2 separate regions of the Macaca mulatta genome follow, and region 1 is linked to region 2. Evidence: chromatin contacts called from public Hi-C data. All regions are on one chromosome and are shown on one strand. The core of a region is the stretch at or near the end of the contact, and the rest is flanking DNA. Distances in the headings are between cores, read along the strand shown.

What was found. Hi-C and Micro-C count contacts between places; a contact is called where the count stands out from the background.
Region 1: a Hi-C map of blood shows a contact between it and region 2, with 4 times the contacts expected there. The contact joins the promoter of GFOD2 here to the promoter of C20H16orf86 in region 2. A contact is called at or near these places in 2 of 14 Hi-C or Micro-C datasets (blood and liver).

Annotation. Positions count from the first base shown.
Region 1 is chr20:63,279,851-63,287,079 of T2T-MMU8v2.0, forward strand. GFOD2 (Gfo/Idh/MocA-like oxidoreductase domain containing 2) reads right to left here and starts at 4,536. Exons shown (of 3, transcript NM_001260710.1): 1 at 4,393-4,536.
Region 2 is chr20:63,220,029-63,226,777 of T2T-MMU8v2.0, forward strand. It overlaps C20H16orf86 (chromosome 20 C16orf86 homolog), which reads left to right and starts at 2,694. Exons shown (of 4, transcript XM_001093031.5): 1 at 2,694-2,952; 2 at 3,178-3,407; 3 at 3,739-3,959; 4 at 4,055-4,613. The coding sequence starts at 2,851. The coding sequence ends at 4,458. ENKD1 (enkurin domain containing 1) reads right to left here and starts at 2,644. Exons shown (of 7, transcript NM_001193959.2): 1 at 2,238-2,644; 2 at 1,953-2,147; 3 at 607-779. The coding sequence starts at 2,322.

The sequences.
Region 1 (7,229 bases), core at 3,286-5,785, 62 kb after region 2:
TTTAATCCATATTTGCTTTTTGTTTGTTTGTTTGTTTTTGAGACATACTTTTGCTCTTGTTGCCCAGGCTGGAGTGCAACGGCATGATCTTGGCTCACTGCAACCTCTGCCTCCTGGGTTCAAGCGATTCTCCTGCCTCAGCCTCCCTAGTAGCTGGGATCACAAGGACCCGCCAGGATACCCAGCTAATTTTTTGTATTTTTAGTAGAGACAGGGTTTCACTATGTTGGCCAGGCTGGTCTCCAACTCCTGACCTCAGGCGATCCACCCGCCTTGGCCTCCCAAAGTGCTGGGATTACAGGCGTGAGCCATTGCGCCTGGCTCTAATCCATATTTTCTTTTTTTTTTTTTTTTGAGACGGAGTCTCGCTCTGTCACCCAGGCTGGAGTGCAGTGGCTCAATCTCGGCTCACTGCAAGCTCCGCCTTCCAGGTTCACGCCATTCTCCTGCCTCAGCCTCCAGAGTAGCTGGGACTACAGGTGTCCGCCACCACACCCAGCTAATTTTTTGTACTTTTAGTAGAGACGGGGTTTCACCGTGTTAGCCAGGATGGTCTCAATCTCCTGATCTCGTGATCTGCCCACCTCAGCCTCCCAAAGTCTAATCCATATTTTCTAAGTGTTTATTCACATCACTATGAGAGAAAATTTTCATTTCTTACGTCTTTGAAGACAAGGTACTTTAGTGAGCTCATTCCCGACCCAATGTCTAACTTATAAGGTGGTGTTAGAGTATAGGGAAGTCTTCCTGCTTTCATGTTTTTCTCAGTATCTCTTATCATTCTAACTTTCATGAACCCAAGTTTTTCAAGTATCTTTCATTCTCAATTTTTAAAACACCTGCCATTTAAATTTTCCATAAGGACTTTTAGACTCCAAATTTCAGTTTACTTTTAAGTTTGCTAATATAAACCTACTACTTTTGAATGTAAGAAAGATAATGTTCCATTGCTAAACTGCATATAAGTTCTCAAAAATAGCAAAATCTCCAATTCCATTCTTTCCTAGATGTACTCTAATTCCAATTGTGGATTTGTTCTAGAATTGGACCCCCTGTCATAGAGACCCCCATCTCTTAAAAAAAAAAAAAAAAAAGACAAACTTTTTTTTATTAGCTGGCTATGGTGACATGCACCTGTGGTCCCAGCTACTCAGGAGGCTGAGGTGGGGGGGATCACTTGAGCCCAGGAGTCAGAGGCTGCAGTGAGCTGTGATCACGCCACTGTATTCCAGCCTTGGTGACAGAGCAAGACCCTGTCTCAAAAATGAATAAACATTTAAAAAAAATATGCATGAGTGACTTTTCAGGCATCAGAAAGGCACTTTTCCTATTTCTAAGTTAGCGGTCTCTCTGATTCCTGTGTTTTCTGAACACCAACCTCTGCATTTCAACTTCTAACATCAGATGACATTGCATCCCCATTCCATTTCTCCTCTTATGGGAAAACTAGAAAATCAGTTCAGTGAAAGTAGCTTCTGTTAGCATTGCTGGTTTATCTGGTAGTTTCCTCACGGTTGGCCTGTCAAACACTGTTGATTACTTTATTACAGGCCAGATATGATAACTGCCCTCAGTTGCTCCAGAAAATGGCATAGAAGTTAAGTAATTATTTGTCAAAGGTTTCACTGTCATAGCAACCAGGACTTTTGAGAGTCCTCTGTAAATCTACCCTTCTCTGAAAACAAGTGTTTTTCTGATTGGAGTTCAGAAAACGCACACAAATCCACAGGGCACACCACAGCCATATTTAAGCAGTACCCTCTCCAAAGCTCATTCAAAGTATTTGGGCCCAAGTTCAAAACACTCTCCCACACTCCATCCAGTTCCACAGATGGCAACTGCTCCCTTCCATTTTACCTTGACTTGATTTTGGCCTCCTTGTCTTACCTTCCTCTGGGTCAACCTGAAAGTAATGAAGGTTTCTGCACAGAACACAATGATTTTCATGAAGTCTTTCTGACAGAATTTGGTTAACAGTACTGATTTTCCACACAGGTTACATCTGCTTCTGATAATGCTCCATTATATCTCCTGAGGTATTTAAACAAAATAACCCCACAAGTGCAAGAAAAGTCAGTAAAAAGCACAGTCACAATACCCATAGTTATGGTATGATGCTGAAATTATGAAGCCAAAACAAAGTTTTCTTCTTTTTTTTTTTGAACCAGAGTTTAGCTCTTGTCATCCAGGCTGGAGTGCAATGGCGCGGTATCGGCTCACTGCGAATTCTGCCTCCCAGGTTCAAGCGATTCTCCTGCCTCAGTGTCCCAAGTAGCTGGGATTACAGACGTGTACCACCATGCCCAGCTAATTTTGTATTTTCAGTAGAGATGGGGTTTCATTATGTTGGTGAGGCTGGTCTCAAACTCCTGACCTCAGATGATCCACCCACCTCGGCCTCTCAAAGTGCTAGGATTACAGGCATGAGCCACTGCGCCCGGCCCAAAGCTTTCTTCTTTAAACTGATTTCACCTGTTAACATTATTATACTTCCAATCTATCTTCTTATAAGGGCAAGGGGAAAAACCTGCTGCAAAGTCAAATGTAAATAGAAAATTTGTTTTTATCAAGCGAGGGACAAACAAGCTTTGATGATTAGAATCAGGGACCATCTTTTAAAAATCACATACTTCTAATTTTTAAGTTTTGGGTCAGGAGAGGCTTTTTAAAAAATACCTAGTTCTACTACTAATGTGTTCTAGTATTACTATAGAAATCAGATATCAATTGCCCTAGCAAATAAAAACAAAAATGAGGGCTGGGCGTGGTGGCTCACACCTGTAATCTCAGCACTTTGGGAGGCCGAGGCAGGTAGATCATCTGAGGTCAGGAGTTCGAGACCAGTCTGGCCAACATGTGAAACCCCTTCTCTACTAAACATACAAAAATTAGCTGGGCATGGTGGTACATGCCTGTAGTCCCAGCTACTTGGGAGGCTGAGGCCGGAGAATCGCTTGAACCTGGGAGACGGAGGTTGCAGTGAGCTGAGATTGCACCACTGCACTCCAGCATGGGTGACAGAGACTCCGTCTCAATAAATAAATAAATAAACAAACCCAAACCAATGATTATTCCATAGCAAAAGTGGGAAAACCAGGTGGTAAGAGAAAACCTCTCACAATAGGATCTTTATCTGTGAAATAAGGAATCGACCAACAGAAGCGTCTGTTGAAAATTTTCCTCTCTTGGTCCAGGCAGGTTCTCTAAACTCCCAATCCCAAAAGCAGTTAATTTTTTCACGATTTCTGTAAAATAGATGGCCTTAAAATTCTTTTGTTCTCTAGTGTAGCTTTTCAGAAGGAAGTAAGTTTCCTTATCAAGAATGAATATAGCTTCCCCGACTCAAAGAAAACCATCTTCTCTATATTGCTCCGTATCACAATAAATTTAAGTGTCTTCCTTTTCTAAATTAAATACTGTTCCCTTCAACTTAAGGGCCACACACTAAGGGCTATTCCTTTAGAGGCTTTTGGGCCCCACAGATCACAAAGGTGGTGCCCTGCCCCAGTTCTTTTTGGACATTTAAAAGGGCATCCACTTTCTTGCCCTCAGGATGACATTATGGGAACAATGAACATAAATAAGACAGTTAAATAAGCTTCCTTGATGCCTATCCAATGCAGCTTTCAACTCTTCTACCCTGCCTTGCTCTTTAGATCGTGCTGTAGTCTGGAGGATAAACTCTTCACACAATCATTCCCAAGCCCTCATGTTCCTGTCCACTCTTCCTCCCTCACCTTTTAAGTGTGATAGGGCCTTGATGGGAATACCTCACTTCACCTTTTGTCTCAAGTCCATCTGCTTCCTTCCAGAGCTACAAAGGTAGGCCAGGGCCACTGAGACATGGCCATAGGGTATATGGGGGCTGGCAGAGTCACTCGCACCTTCTGGGGTGTCCCTTCTTCCACCTGTCAACTGAAAACCCGTTTCTTAAATATCTATCCCCAAAAGTCCCATATCATTCTGAAAGGGGATGAACTAGCTACCCCACGAGCCCTTTGTCCCAAGCTTCTACACCTCACACACATCCTCATCCACAAAGCGTCCATCCTAACACAGGCAGGAGGTCGGCTAGGCACAGGGCAGGGGAGACTAGGTTTTTGCATCTGGTAAAGGATGGATTATGTCTCAGGTTCTTCCAGGATCCCAAATCCTATAATTCTACCACCAAGCCTGCGGGTCCTATTTCTGCGGTGGAAAGGGCGAACCCCAAGGCGACCCTTCACTCCGCCCGCCTGCAGGCAGTTGGAACGAGCCCCCTCCAGCCCCGGCTCTGCGGGTCCACGCCTCCAACCTCCGGCGCCGGGCCTCGGAGGAGGCCCTGTCGCCGCCAGCTCCCGGCCGCGCCATGCCCTCCTTCGCCCTCACCCGCCGCCGCTGGCCGCCTCTCACCTGGCACGCTGGCATCGCCCACTCCGCGCTGCACTGGAGACCATGGGTCCCGGGGGGTCTCGGCAGCCACCCATCCGCTTTAAGGAAGGCTGGCGGGGATGCGCGGGCCCGGGAGTCCAGGGCGCCGCCACCCGGAACGCGCCGCCTGGTTTCTAAGGAACGGGGGGCTCTGGAAAGGGAGGGGCGGGACGGCATAAGGACTGCGCATGCTCTATAACGGGAGTGGGCCTACGCTGGGAGGGGCCGTAGCGGGGAACTGCGCATGCTCGCAGGTTGGGGGCGGAGGTTAAGCAGCCTGGCTAGGAGGCTCACGTCGTTCATTTCCGGCGGCGGAGGCGGCGGAGCCAGCGGTTTCCTAAGCTTGGCTTCTCTCCGGTCCGCTGACCGGCGTCAAGAACCAGGTTTTGGGAGCTGTGGTTAGCCTTGGTGGTCCTGGAATGAAAGACGATTTCTTGTTGGACAACGACATATCTGCAGAAGGCCAGTTCTCTCGAACTCGTCGGACTTCCTGGCTTCCTGACTCCCAGTGACTCGTTTTTCCGTTTTCTCAGGTGCCTATCTGGGCTCCTCTTCCTCTGGATGTTTTTTGATTGTTCTTTAAATATCAGTGCTCTTCAGGATTGTGACCTCAGTCCCCTTGGCCTCTTTACTGAAGCCTATGCCCCACCAAAGTAAATAGAAGACTGTCCGCTAGAGTAAGGAAGCCGGTAGATCTTAGAATAAAACTGGCTGTGTAGGAAATGTGATTGGGGTTTGTATCTGCATGGGGAGCCCCCATCCCTGCTTGTCTGACCCTCCTGCTGAGTATCAAGATCCCCACTCAGCTGGCATTAGGATGGTCTCCCAGCCATCATTCCAGAGCAGCCTGTGATGACAGAATATGTCAGCTGACCTAAGCGTGAGGCAGTTCCTACTAAGATATGCTAACTAGCAGTAGAGCTATGCCTGCTTTGAGCGGAGGAGACAGGACTCCTACCACCTGTCAGCATGGAAGGCTCCCCGAGTGATAAGTTGTAACCCCTAAACCCCCCCTCTTCTAATGGTGTTTTATCCTTTCTCTCCTGGATCCTCAAGAGCCAGGCGGAAGGGAGGCAGAGTCAAAATGTGCCTGTTTGATCTGTTTCTTAGTCATTGTTCAGAGTTCCACTCTTCTTGAGTAGGATTTCTCAACAATGGCACTACTGACATTTTGGACCTGATAATTCTTTGTTGGGCAGGGATGGGGGGAGCTGTCTGCATTGTAGGATGTTTGGCAGCATCCCTGGCTCTACCCAGTAGATGCCAGTAGCACCCCAAGCCCAGTTGTGACTACCAAAAAATCTCCAGACATTGCCAAGTGTCTCCCTGGGAGCAAAATCATTCCCAGTTGAGAACCACTAGTCTAGAGGAAAGTGAGCCTACTCTGGCTTTATTTATATAGAACCAGGACTTTATGCTTAATGTAAAACCCACATTTTCCCCTCTATGCTACCTCTTCCCTAAGAGCATTCTTTTTTTTTTTTTTTTTTTGAGATGGAGTCTCACTGTGTCACCAAGGCTGGAGTGCAGTGGCGTCATCTCGGCTCACAGCAAGCTCCGCCTCCCGAGTTCACGCCATTCTCCTGCCTCAGCCTCCCGAGTAGCTGGGACTACAGGCGCCCACCACCACACCTGGGTAATTTTTTTTTTTTTTTTTGTATTTTTAGTAGAGATGGGGTTTCACCGTGGTCTGGATCTCCTGGCCTCATGATCCACCCGCCTCGGCCTCCCAAAGTGCTGGGATTACAGGCGTGAGCCACTGCACCCAGCAAGATTTTGTCTCAAAAAAAACCACCCCAAAAACAACAACTCTCAAAAGAGGTATGCTCAGAAAACTTTCTGACTGTGCAATATTTGAGGAGAATAATATTTAGAATTTTTTTTTTTTCCAGACAGGGCCTTGCTCTGTCATCCAGGCTGGAGTACAGTGGCTCGATCATGGCTCACTGCAACCTCAACCACCCAGGCTCAAGCAATCCTCCAGCCTCAGCCTCCTGAGAAGCTGGGGCCACAGGCACACACCAACATGTCTAATTTTTTCCATTTTTTGTAGAGACAGGGTCTCACTATGTTGCCCAGATTGGCCTCGAATTCCTGGGGTCAAGCGATCCTCCTGCCTTGGTCTCCCAACGTGCTGGGATTACAGGCATGAGCCACTGCACCTGGCCCTGGAATGTTTTGTTGTTGTTGTTGTTGTTTGAGATGGGGTTTTGCTCTTGTCACCCAGGGTGGAGTGCAGTGGTGCGATCTTGGCTCACTGAAACCTTTGCCTCTCAGGTTCAAGCAATTCTCCTGCCTCAGCCTCCCTAGTAGCTGGGATTACAGGAGCCCGCCACCACGCCCGGCAAATTTGTGTACTTTTAGTAGAGATGGGGTTTCACCATGTTGGCTAGGCTGGTCTCAAACTCCTGACCTCAGGTGATCTGCTCGCCTCGACCTCCCAAAGTGCTGAGATTACAGGTGTGAGCCACTGCACCTGGCTCTGGAATGTATTCTTAATATCTTATTTTTGTTGGGAGAAGTTCCTGTGGCCCACCTTTATTTAGCTGAATTTTTTTTTTTGAGACAGGGTCTCACTCTGTCACCCAGGCTGGAGTGCAGTGGTACGATCTCAGCTGACTGCAGCCTTGACCCAGGCTGGAGTGCAGTGGTATGACTTCGGCTCACTGCAAGCTCCGCGTCCCGGGTTCACACCATTCTCCTGCCTCAGCCTCCCGAGTAACTGGGACTACAGGCACCTGCCACCACGCCCAGCTAATTTTTTGTATTTTTAGTAGAGACGGGGTTTCACCATGTTAGCCAGGATGGTCTCGATCTCC
Region 2 (6,749 bases), core at 1,444-3,943:
TCAACCTGATCGTCAATAACTCCTGGGTCTCACTCCTGAGATCCAGGCCTGAATTTCCATCTGCTTCCTGGATACACTCCCACCCCCTGGGAGCCCCACAGATGCTTCAGCCCAGACACATTTGTGTGACCTTGCCTTTCCTCTCACTCCTGCTCCTCCTGCTGAGTCCCTGGATGGAAAGATGGTGCTACTCTCTACCCGAGACAGAGCCCCCCACCATACCCCTGCCCTTCCCACTGTCCTCAGAAATAAGGACTGAAAAGTGGCTTTTGTGGCCCCTGATGTGGGCCCAGCTGACTTCTTGGCCTAACTTCACGCCTTTCTTTCCTCACAGTGAACTGTACACCTGGCATCTCCACTGCTGCGTGCCCTGTGGTCTGTGAGTTTCCATCTTTTGGGAATGTTCTCCTCTGCTGTCCCCTTGACTAACTGCTGCTTGCCCCTGAGGATCAGCCCCGCCATCACCACTTCTGAGAAGCCCCCCAGCCTCGCCCTGCAGCAGAGCCAGGGTCTCTTAGTTCCCTCCCTCCCCAGAACTCGGATCAGGGTATAGCTGCCTGTTGGCCAACAAAAAGGATAATACTTCTGGCTCCCTGGAGCAGGTACCTGGAGCTGGGCCTTGACCTGGGACTCCACCTTATCGTACTTGGGTGAGCGCCACAGAGCTTTCAGGGGCCTGGGCTGTCCATGCTCTCGGCTGCGCTCCTGTTCTCTGAAGCGCTTCTGAATCTCCCTGATCCGCCTCAGGTTCTCCTTCTCATGGTCTTTAGGGTCCTTCCCTGGAGAAAAGATGCCACCAGTCTCTGCCCTACATAGGGCCCACACAATCCAACTTCCACTAGTTCACACACAGGCCTGCCCCCTGCCTCCTACAGAAAGAGTTCCCTTCCTCATGTAGTATTTCAGGATGACTGTCTCCATTATTATTATTACTATTTGAGACAGTGTCTCGCTCTGTCACCCAGGCTGGAGTACAGCGGCACGATCACAGCTCACTGCAGCCTTGACCTCCCCAGCTCAAGGGATCCTCCCACTTCAGCCTGCTGAGTAGCTGGGATTACAGACACACGCCACCACGCCAGGCTAATTTTTGTATTTTTTGTAGAGATGGGGTTTCACCATGTTGGCCAGGCTGGTTTCCATCTCCTGGGCTCAAGTGATCCGCCTGCCTGGGCCTCCCAAAGTGCTGGGATTCCAGGAGTGAGCCACTGCATCCGGGTGATTTTCTCCATTATTATAGTGAAGTATACCATAGATCATCTCATATATGACATTCATCTCTTGTTCTTTGTCTCCCACCTTGACTCAGTGATGGCTCATGCTTATCTTCAACCCTGTGTTCTAGCACCTATATGGCCTGGCACACAGTGGGCACTCAACAAACAAATTTGACGGGTAATAAATGCACGAGCAGGCTGGGCGCGGTGGCTCAAGCCTCTAATCCCAGCACTTTGGGAGGCCGAAACGGGCGGATCACGAGGTCAGGAGATCGAGACCATCCTAGCTAACACGGTGAAACCCCGTCTCTACTAAAAATACAAAAACTTAGCTGGGCATGGTGGCGGGCGCCTGTAGTCCCAGCTACTCGGGAGGCTGAGGCAGGAGAATGGCGTGAACCCGGGAGGCGGAGCTTGCAGTGAGCTGAGATCCGGCCACTGCACTCCAGCCTGGGCGACAGAGCGAGACTCCGTCTCAAAAAATAAAAATAAATAAATAAATAAATAAATAAATAAAATAAATGCACGAAGCAGAGCTAGGGCTTCGTGGGAACTACCTTATTCAGTTCACTTCCTTCGAGAAGGTAGCACATTTCTCCCCCTTTTATAGTTGGGGAAACTGAGACTCAAGAGATGCAAAGCCTGGGCCCAGGTCAGGGCGGAAAGAGCAGCTGCTTTTGATCTCTTTCCACCCCGCATTGCCTCTCTGCCCCTTCTTCCATTCCTGGGACTTACTCTTAAGAGAGGCCCCAGGACCTAGGGAGATCCCCTCGAGTTGCAACAGCACGTCCCCGACGCCGCGCCGGCCGCGCTCCAGGATCTCTCGGGCACCGGGACCGATGCGGGGGCCACAGGGAGCGGTGGCGTCCAGGGCCCGGTCCGAGGTCAGCAAGTCCAGCTTCAGCGCGTTTCCCTCGAGGCGCCCTTGAGCTGTGGGGCGGAGCCGGGCGGAGTCCAGGACTCAGGTGGAGCCGGGGCCGACCCCTGAGCCTAGCACCACCGCCAAGCCCCCGGACTCACCCGAGGCCGGCCGCCGGTAGTAGTCAGGGCAGAGCGTCGGGTCTGGGGGGATGGGCCCCGAGATGCGGGACGGGCCCTCGCACATGCCGCCGGCACCGCCCAGCAACGGTGCCCCGAGGCCTGCAGGGCTGTGCACCTCCCTCCCCGGGCCCCCTTCCCCAACCCCGGGCCTCCTCCCTCGCCTAGGACCCTGACCCTGGCGTGCCCGTCACTCCCGGGCCCCTGCCGGTCCCTGCCTGGGCCCCGGCCTCGCTCGCCGCCTCCGCGACCTCTCCCCCCAGCCCACTTCTCGGTCCCGCTCGCGGCCTCTCCCCCGCGGCACTTGGGCAGGGGCTCACTCGAGAGGTTTTGCCGCCAGCCGCTGCCACCCGACGGGAGTTGTTGTTGCCGGGCAACCGTGGCTTCCGTCCCCGGGGTCAGGGCCCACTGACCCTGGCGCAAAGCGTCCTGGGGCTTGTAGTTTCCGCTGAGTGTGGGCTCCGCGGTCGCGGGTTTCGCTTCCCAGCTCTGCCCTCGCTTGCTGGCCCGTCTCCAGGGTCAGCGCGGGGCCACCATCCAGCCGCTCGGGGCCCTCCCCAAGCAGCTGTGGAGGATGCACTGAGCCTGCGCAGCCATGGCCTCGGCAGGGGCGGAGAGGCGGCCGGGGGTCCAGGAGGCTACGGTAGTGGGGCAGGGACAGCTCGCGGAGGACCCCGGCAGCGCTGAGACCTCCGAGGTGACCGTCAGGCTGTTTAACCTTCAAACAGGGGGCCGCAGCACTCTGAGAGGCGGAACTCTGAGCGCCCCGACCCGCTAACTGCCAGGCTGGGCCCTCCAGGCGGGGAGGGGCACAGGCTGGTGTCCTTATTCCCGTTTCGGTGTCTAATGTTAGGTGTTCAGTGACGGATCCCTATGTCCTTTGCCCGACCATGGTGACCGATGGCCTGTGTGTCACCTCTAGTGTCCAGTGGCGGAAGAACATTTCCTGGTGCCAGCCCATGAGGCCCGCGGAACCCAGGGTGAAGACCAGCGCCCAGCAGGCGCAGCTTCGGAGCTGGAGCTCCAGGAGGAAGGACCCAAGCTGGAGGAGGAGAGGCCCAAGCCGGAAGCCGGGGCGCTAGAGGAGAGAGGCCCCAGGCCCGTGGTCTCCATTGTGAGGCCCCGTCATGGTCCAAAGAGAAAGCCTGTCAAGTGAGGGGGCTCTGGGGGAGGAGGAGGGGAAGGAGCTGCAGGCCCGGGGTTGGGGCACACACCCCAGTAGCATTCCTGATTCCTGCACTCCTGCAGGAAGGATTCTTGTCCCCTGTCACTACCATCACTCTCCTCTCCCGTTCTTCCAGAGCCCCCATGTAGGGAGCAGCAGGAGAGTGGGAGCTTCAGGGTTTGTAGGGCACTGGGCTCACTGGCCTCTAAGCCTCTTGGGCCTGGGGCCTCATCGACCAGGAAAGGGGCAGGCGTCGAGTCCTGGGGCGGTGGGCAGGCTGGGGTATTCCCTGGGTCAGGTCTCTTGTCCCTGGCTCAGGTCCCTCAGCCTCCCGGGCCTTCGTGCCCATCCCAAGGCTGAAGCTGAGCTGCCACCCAGGCTGCCGCTGCAGGAGGAGGAGCCAGAGGGCGGCCAGAGTGAGCCCTCACCATCTGCCAAACAGCACAAAAAAGCCAAGAAGCGCAAGAGCCTGGGGGCTCCCGTGCTCCACGCTGTGGCCAGCACGGTGTCTGCACCCTTAGAGACATTGGGGCTGGAGCGTGAGTGGCAGTCCCTGGGCTGTTCCTTCTCCCTGTGGGGCCTGACATGGCACAACCTGGCGCTCTAGCCTCTGCCCTGCCCTGGGTCTTTGCAGGAAAGGCCCAGCGCCTGCGGCCCCTGTACCAGTACATCAACTATTGCAACCCCGAGCTGAACCAGGCAGGGGAGGGGGACGGGGAGGCCGAGGTGGAGGCAGAGGCAGAGCTGGCCCTGGTTCCCAAGGAGGCAGGTGTGGAGCAACTGCAGGCCTTGCTGCCCTTGGCAGGTGAGCTGGGCCCAGGCCTCGCTTTGCCCTGTCCCAGTCCATTAGTGACCCCCATCCATGCTCTGGCTCCCCTCGGAGAGGAGGCTGGAGAGGAGGCTGGGGGCTTGCCCAGCTTGGGGGTGAGTGACCACCACAAGGCTGAGGTGGATAAGTCAACCCAGGTGGACATCGACAAGATGCTGAGTGTCTGCACTGCTCCGCTTGTCCCCCCGCTCTCTCCTCAGTACAAGTGACTGTCCCGCCCCACTGGTGGCTCCCCTCCTTCCATGCCTGAATTTGGCTTCAGGCTTCCTGTGGGCCTAGGCCCTCTGGTGGAGGGGGCAAATTTGGCACCTGCCCCCACTTGGGACTTTGGGCTTGCTGAAAATAAATATTTTTCTTTTTCAAAGACTTTGTGATTCCCCGGATAGGTTTCCTGAACTGGGAAAGAGGATGGAGGACTCAACAGTGCAGGGTTTGAGGCCTGAATGGTCATCTGCATCTCCTGAGACTTTGACAATGACAGATGCCTTTGTGCCACCCCATGCCTCACTGAATTGGGGTGGACCTGGTACTGTGTGTTTAGGTGAATCTGAGGGTCAGGCGGCTAACTGGGTGATGAAGAGGGAAGTGAGAAGGAGGAACTTGGAGCAGAGGAAAGAAAGGGTCTGTAGGGTCATGGGAAGCAGGTGTTTGGCCCTACTCTTTGTCTCCTGGGGAAGGGCCTGCATTTGGTTTCACCTTGAGGGGATCAAAACTTGGGATCCTCCTAGGAGGTAGCTCAGAGTTCTTTTGCCTGTCGCCGGAGTGACAGCTTTGGGATGTTTTCCACTCATTGCCAGACCATAGCTGGACCGGACCTTGTCCATGGAGTAGCCCCTGGTCACAGGTGACAGGGCATCAGTGATGTTTTCCTGACAGGCAGGGGTGGGCAGGGGCAGTAAGTGCATCTGGGGCCCTGAGGCCAAGCCACTGGATGACAACTGTGTCCAACCGGCAGGGATCTCTGCTGCCAGAGCCAGCCAGTGTTGGCCATTTTGGAAACTGCACATCCTGGGCCTCCTGTGTGTTCCTTGGACACCACAAACAGACACAGGGAATTTCAAGTTCATGGATAATTTCCCCTCCCTCCAACTGGCTTTTCCTCCTGTATCTCATCTGCGCAACTGTTTAAGCTAGAATCTTGGATGTCACCCCAGACTCCATCCTGTTCTTTGCCCCCTGATTCCTACAAGCTAAGCAGACATTGAGGCCAGTGAACATACCCTTTCAGGCTGAGAACCTCTCGGACCCCACAGTCAGCACCGTTGCCTGGACCACTGTCATCTCCAGGTGACAGCCTCACTGGTCTCCCTGCCTGTCGTCCCTTGGCCCACAGATCCATCCAGTGGCCCTGCGACACACACACCTGAGCCCCTGATGGTGTCACTCCCCCTTGGGATTCCCCTTCTCTTGCCCCAGCTACCTTAGAACTCAGTGGCTTCCTGTAATTCCCTGAGCAGTTACACCTTTTCCTCCCTTTACTCTGTGCATGTGGGGTTTCCTCTGCCTAAAATGCCTTTATTCCCACCTCTCCCCCTGGCTAGTGCACATACACCTTTGAAAACCCTGCTTCCTGGGGAGGCAGACAGCATGCCATGTTGCCCTGCATTGTAACACCTACATACTACTATCATGTGGGTTTTAACTGTCTTCAGGGCTAGATTGTGAGCTCCCTAAGGGCACATCTCATTGCATCACATCCACCAAGCCAGAGGGCCCCCTAAAAGGCACCAAGGTGATGAGACCGAAGTGAGGGTGGAGGAAGTTGCAGAGAGGGACATGCCGGAATCTGAAAGGCTGAGGTCATCCCGAGGACACAGTCATGTGTAGGTTCCCTGGAATATGGCCTGGGAAGGTCACTGGAGGAAGTGGGATGGGCAGGTTCGGGTGGGAAAAGCAGGGTCCCCTTTCTGGCATCATCCCAGGCTGCTCCCTCCTTTGACAGGGTCACTTGGGGGCTCACTGGCCCCATGGCAAGCCATGGGCTCAGGATGTTTTTTTTTTCTTTGAGACAGGGTCTCCTTCTGTCACCCAGGCTGGAGTGCAGTGGCACAATCTTGGCTCACTGCAACCTCCACCTCCCGGACTCAAGGATTACAAATGTGAGCCGCCGTGCCTGGCCAAAAAATTTTTTTGTGGAGATAGGGTCTGTGTTCCTCAGGTTGGTCTCAAACTCTGGACCCCAAGCAATCCTCCCTCCTTGGCCTCCCAAAGTGCTGGGATTACAGGCATGAGCCAACACACCCAGCCAAGATAATGGAGCTTAACCTCCTCGCTTTATGGTTGGGAAGGCAGAGGCCTGGAGAGAAGTGGCCTTGCAGGAGACTACACCCTGGGATCTAGGAATCCCTGTCCTCAGTTGTGCAGGATCTGCCGACCTGCGGACTCTCTGGCTAAGGCCTAACCCCAGAAGGCCCCCCTATCTTTGTGCAGCCTCCAGGGCTGGAAGTGTAAGCAAGGCCAGCACTGATAAGGAAGAGCTGGTCCTGTCTTCTCACAGGCG